2 separate regions of the Arabidopsis thaliana genome follow, and region 1 is linked to region 2. The links are chromatin contacts, called in public capture Hi-C maps. All regions are on one chromosome and are shown on one strand. The core of a region is the stretch at or near the end of the contact, and the rest is flanking DNA. Distances in the headings are between cores, read along the strand shown.

The links. Capture Hi-C pulls out chosen DNA fragments and counts their contacts.
Region 1: a contact with region 2 is called in a capture Hi-C map of seedling, with 2.0 times the contacts expected there.

What each region holds. Positions count from the first base shown.
Region 1 is chr1:10,907,964-10,911,138 of TAIR10.1, forward strand. It overlaps AT1G30755 (elongation factor G, putative (DUF668)), which reads right to left and starts at 1,793. Exons shown (of 12, transcript NM_102812.3): 1 at 562-1,793; 2 at 135-463; 3 at 1-54. The coding sequence starts at 810. It overlaps AT1G30757, which reads left to right and starts at 1,017. Exons shown (of 2, transcript NM_001332927.1): 1 at 1,017-1,188; 2 at 1,300-1,821. The coding sequence starts at 1,324. The coding sequence ends at 1,428.
Region 2 is chr1:10,604,267-10,607,629 of TAIR10.1, forward strand. AT1G30160 (hypothetical protein (DUF295)) reads left to right here and starts at 1,893. Exons shown (of 3, transcript NM_102756.5): 1 at 1,893-2,040; 2 at 2,201-2,950; 3 at 3,039-3,363. The coding sequence starts at 2,346. It also overlaps the pseudogene AT1G30150.

The DNA.
Region 1 (3,175 bases), core at 543-3,042, 300 kb after region 2:
TTGCACATATTACCAAACCTGATAACCTCTCCAGAGAAAAGATCGAGTTCCTCCCTACAGGAAAAAGAAAATAAATCAAGAAAGAAAACGAACCAAAGACAGAAACAAATGGGGATAAATTATAAAACACAAACCTTTTGTCAGAAGCAGCAAGAATTTGCAACTCTGTGGTATCCGTAGAAACCAACTTCTTGACTTCCTCGGAATGCAACATATCTTTCTTCATGAACTTGAGATTCTCTTCAGACAAAGATTGCAGCAAAGCAGCACCTTTGGCAATAGTATTGGCCACTTCAAAAGCCAATATAGTGACTTTGCCACCACGGGACGATGTAACACCAGAGAGATACGCGTTGCTCGGATTCATACGAGTCATGCTGCTCCCGAGCGTGTCTAGAACTTCAACAGCTTTCTCTAGCCCCATTACCCCAGCCCGTCCCATAAACGAGTTCCTCTGCATAAACTGTAGAAAAAAACAAGAACCAAATTCTCATCAATACAAAGATGAAATCTTTAGCTAGAGAAGTTGCATATCCTAAAGAAGCCTTTGAAAACAAAAACCTTGGTGGAATCGTTCCTTAATGGAGGCATCGGACCAAGCTCGCCAGAAAAGTTGAAAACAACCTCATCAGGCTTAGAACTTTTCCGTCTTGAGCCTCCGTAATTATCTGAATAATAAGAATCAGAGGTTTTACTTCTTCTCATAGACTTAAGTTTCCCAGAAAACCCTCTTGACTTATCATCATCGTTTGATCTCAACTTCTTCTTCTTATCATCATCTTTGAATACACAAGAACAAACACCTCCCATTTGTCTTCTCCAACAAGTTATCTCTCTGGTAAAGCTCTAATCTTCAGAGGAAAACAGCAGAAGAGAGACCAAATGACCCAAAAGATTCAAAACCTGAGAGAAAATCAAGAATTGCAACTATGGTGGGGACAAAAAGAAAGACTTGGTAAAATGGGAAAGACAAAGTCAGAGCAAGGAAGAGTTTTTATTATACACCATTCACAAGCTAAAGAGGAAGCACCGTGGCATCAATTTGTTTACTTTGACTTATCATTTTAAAGAGAAGTCAGAGAGACGACTATTCTTACTTCCTTTTGGAATTTTTTTATTTGTTGTTTATCGAAAGAGAAGAAGACCATTGTTGAAGATATCTCGCCGGCCTTGTGACGTGCTTTTTAGGTTAGTTTTTTTTCAGCAATCTCTCTCTCGTTGAATTTCTTCGAATTGCAGAAGATTTATCCAATCTTATTTCGAGTATATTCAAACCTTAATTTCAACGCTAATGAAAAGTATAAGAGGAAGAAGACAGAAGACATGCTTACTCGCTGCGACGCGGTAGTAGAGGCGGTTTCCGGCGCCGGGAATGTAACCAGTGCGGTGATCGGGAGATTCTGGTTTATTTTTGTTTGTTGTTGCTGAATTGGGTGTACCGTACCGGTTTAATTCTGAACCGGTGGAAATTCCGGTTTAGTCCAAGGAAAATTTTGGATAAACTATGGTTTGTTGGGAATTTAGTCATCCGATCTATAGTTCTCTTTCGCTCCTTCTGGATTGATCAGAGTTTAGTTGATTTGCTTGAAGAAGATGAAGTTATGATTGAAGATGAGCTCCGACCGTCGCAGAGGTGAAATGCTGCTGCCCAAACTAATTACTATTGGGCCATTTTTAGGCCCATCAAAATAGGACTGTCAATATGTAATTTTCACAAAGTAAAAAACAATCCTTTTATGTCTTTTGGAAGTGAGATTTAAATTGGGTATGTAATTTTTCAGCGTAACAAAAACGACAAAAAAAAAATAATCATGTTATTTTAATACATAATTTTTTGTAAATTGTTAATATTATTATCATTAACCTACTGTTTAAAACAAAATAAATAGGTACAATTTATAAATCTGACTGCTAAAATATATTATGAAAATATTAATATTAATGGCGTAAAAGATTAGAGATGGTGATTGTTAAAATAATTTGTGATGATAAACAAAACCTACACTATGTAAAATAAAGTCAATCCACAATAACTATAATTTGAAGCTTTTGTCAGGTCAACGAGAAAAAGAAGTGGTTGCGAAGACGGTCGTTTACAAAAATGGTAACTAAGCTATGGCCTATGCCTTTAAATTCATGCATCTCCTTGTCAACATTTCAATTTAAAGCTTTATTATGCTATATATAATTAGGATGTATCTACTAGATTTTTATCTATAACTCAATATCATGTAATTTCCGTATTAACATGGTGATTATTATATCAAGTAAAAACATCTTTAAATGTCCGTCGTTGTAGATGTATTTTAGTTTTACTGCTTCATGGTGTCTTCATAAATAGATGCGGCAATTTATAACAAAAGTAGATTGTGTGCTCGAGATTGTTAATTACAATTAGCCATGTATGTCTTGGTAAATCTTTGACTTGTATAGTCCATTAACAAATTAAAGAAAGAATAATCTGTATATTAACTTTGATTTATAAATTTCAAGGTAATATCACAAGTGTTCTATTAAAGTGGTTCAAATTCTTCAGATTAAGAAGGTATAGTGAACTGAATTTCCAAATGTTCTTGTTCTCATTATATTGTTTTTGCAGTGTCTTTTTTAGTAGTGTACACTTTGATAAAGGCCATATTAATGATAAACAAGATTGAAAGTACACTTATCGCCTTTTTTACAACATCATTATTATAAAACATTGATCTACATCCTAACATCATCAACAAATTTTGTTATAAATTATTTTTTTCTCATGATTCTCGTTTTAAAACTTATCTAGAAGAGATATTTTAGCACAATGTAAATAAAATATAGATATATATGTTACTACTTGTGTGGGTGCTTGCTGCTTGAGCATGCGAGCGTGAAGTCTTAGTATTTTGAAACTTTATGGCGTAGCTAACATGTGAACTTGGTATTGTTAAGTGGGTTATATCTTATTTTATTTCAGTTCACACATTAGATATATGTTTGAGGTTACAGAAGAAAATAAATAACTATACGAGGATTGTAGATTAATAGCATCCAAAACCAAAATTTATAATGATCCATGTGAAAATAGCAACCAAATGTTTTCTTTAACAAAATAAAATAAAAACCAAATGTTATATATATCTATATAGCCCATGTTTGTTCTATTGGTCGACATCGAATATTTTCTTTAGTTGCACTT
Region 2 (3,363 bases), core at 643-3,142:
TACAAGAACGGGAGAGAAAGAGTAGCAGAAGGAAGAGTATGTACCTCTAACCCTTCAGACACAGTCCATCATATGCCCCTAGGTCCAAATGCAAGCAAGGTATGTGTAGAAGTTTCAAAGATTGGAGATGCTGCTATGTGGAGACCAAACTCTGAAATTCAAACAATTGCAGATGATGTAGGTAGTATTGTGGCTTGGCCTACTGATAAAATCATGTTTGTGTAAACATTATGTTGTTTTTTTTGTTAAGTACTTTGACTTTGAAATGTAATCTGGGATCTTGAATTTTATATAATATGAATTTATGAATTTCTTTCTGAATTTTGATTTTATGATTTACAAATAATATGAATTTCTTTCTGAATTTGGGATTAAAATATAATTTATGAACTGGAATTAATTGGAGAAATATTGCATAATTAAAAATGCCATAATATATAAATATTGCAATTAACTAAATGCTATTGTCTAATTATATGTAGCAAATTAAATATGCTATGTATAACAGTTATTTATATCAGAAACAAATCGTTATTAAATAATTAAAGATTGCAGCAGAAAAAGCGCTGTAATAAAGGAAATAATGATAGCAGAACAAAAAAGCGCTACAATATGTCTCCGACCTATTATGACGGACGATGATAGAGCGCTTCTAATAACGCTATGATATAATAACATAGCGTTTTTCGGGCGCTACAAATGCTCCATATTCCTGTAGTGGGGTCAACGAAGACGGCAATAACATGGGCATCGATGTCAGAGTCAAGCAATACCAACTTCCAAACCCTAACAACAACGACAACAACAACGACGACAACGACGACGACAGCAACGACGACAACAACGACGACAACAACGATGACAACAACGACGACAACAACGACGACAACTAAACAATCGTTTGTTTATCTCTCTAATTTATCTCTATGGTTTAGTAGTCCTATTTATTTATGTTGTAATGGTCCCTAATTTGCTTTAGACGCTTTTTTTTTTTTTTTTTTTATCTCTGTTTGATCTCTAGTCTTATGGATTGATGTTGCAATGGTTCTTAGTTATCTTATGTTGTAATGGTTCCTTAATTTGCTTAAGACTGCTTGTTTATCTCTCTTTTACCTCTAATCTCTATGGTTTATATTATTTTTATTTTTATGTTTGTTCGGTTTCACTATATATATAGATATGAACTTTTTAGCAGGATACCGTGCCGGTGTAAATAGAACCAACATCTCCCGGTTCATGGCGGGACATTTTGGCAAGCCTATTATAGTATAATTGATTCTGCTGCCGTGCGTATAATTTGACCAAGTTAAACCGATGATTAAACTAAGTAACCGAATTCACTTCCATTTGAGGTCTACTAAACCAACTCATTAAGAAAACTGACAACCAAACCGAACCAAAAGCAAATTCATATTCCCGATATACCAAAGTTTGCATTTCACTTGGTTCATCATAATGATATAACAAAGTTTGAATTTCATAGTATTGATCATTCATATTTATGACATATACAGAAAACTTGTACGTGAAAACGGAAGAAGTGGGCAAGTGGTGATAGAGAATAACTAATTTGATAGTATTGATTATTGTTAAAGAAAACTAAGGAAGAACATAAGTTTGTAGTTGGAAAAGAATAATCATTAGATGGCAAGTTAAAAATGTGAAGATAAAAAATGTCAACTGTTAAAAATATTTCGGCCAAAAAGATTTACATACAACATTTTCATCAATTTTAAAAGTATAAAGATAGAGGTGTAAATAAATATAGTTGGGTCAGAATTTATTGTTTACTTGTTTATTTTTCAGTCAACATAGTTATTAACTTATTATATCGTTTGTGAATAATGATGGGTAAAAATATAGCAAGATTCCAAAAAAACGAAAATGTCACCAAAAAAGGAAAACAGGAGAGAAAAAGCTTGCTACCCACACCTATTTCTCTCTCTTCTCTAAGGGTAGAGAGACTCCAAAATACATCAACTTAATTTTTGGGTTTCTTCTGCAATAATGTCTCGGCTTCTCTCCAAGCTCTCTCCTCTCGTAAGTTCTTTCTTTTGCTTGTATTTTTTTTTATAGATTAGATGGTTTACTTTTTCTACTTTAGATTAGATAGACAAGATTCGGAGGGTAGAGATTGCTCCTAAGCTTAATTAGAGAAGATGCTTCATTTACTTATGATTGGGTCTTGATCTCTGTGTAGCTTAACTTGGCAGATTCACAAAAGCAGTAGGAACATTCGTTCGTTTTCATCCTCAACGACCGGCCCATGTGTTTCTATTTGTACCGTTGTGGAACCCTCTCCGGACGGCAACCTCGGACAAGTCCTGTTGTTCAACATACCAGATATGAAGTTAGTCACAGCGGACAAAATATATCCCGACGAGCTTTATGACGCCCAGTTGGTGGGAGCTTCCCATGGATGGGGACTTTTCTCCGATAGAACAAATCGGTCGGCACTTATCAGCGACTATTTGAACCCCTATGCTTCCAAGTCAAAACCAAAGATGATTCATCTACCTTTTTTTACTCCAATGTACTCTGGCCAAACCGAAGTCGTGTGCAACGTGGCAATGTCCTCTCCTCCTCCTGATCAAGACGACGACCATGAAGATTGGGTAGTTGGCATCAAGTTCTTGGGTAGACAGCTTAGCCTCTGCAGGCCTCGTCATGACCTTCGTTGGACTAACATCCTAACCCCTTTTGAGTCGTGGGAAGTCTCAGAACTCATGTATTCTAAAAAAGACCAACGGTTCTATTTGCTTGCTCCTGGAGGCAACTACTTATGCTCCTGGGATCTCAACTTCAAGGAAGACAAGAAGCCTAAGTTCCATGAGTTGGTCTTGCACAACCTTCCCAACATGCCACGTTCCCTCTGGAAGCAGTTAGATTCCTACGGCAGAGAGGATCATTGGGTGGAGTCACCTTCCGGCGAAAGTTTCCTTGTCAAATGGTAACCTAATTTTAATATTTAAGGAATTTTGCTGAAACAAAAAAAAAAACTAAAACACTCATATATTTGACTTGTAACCTATATGCAGGTTTTGTGAATACTCGCCTGAAAACACCAGTAACTGGTGCAAGTCACCGATTGTAATGGTGTTCAGAGAGGAAGAGACGAAAGATGGAAGGAAAAACATGCGTTACACAGATGACATTGGAGATCTATGCATTTTCATTTCGAAGGGAGAGGATTTCTGCGTCAAGGCTAGCTCTTGCCCTGGACTCCAACCTAACTCCATCTCTTTACATGGCCGTTTGTTTGCGATTCTTAATCTCACGAAAAGAACCATGGGTTGCTACGAATATCCCCAAGGCATACCAAAAAGGATTCCCTATTTACCCTACTGGCTTCCTCCGTTTTCT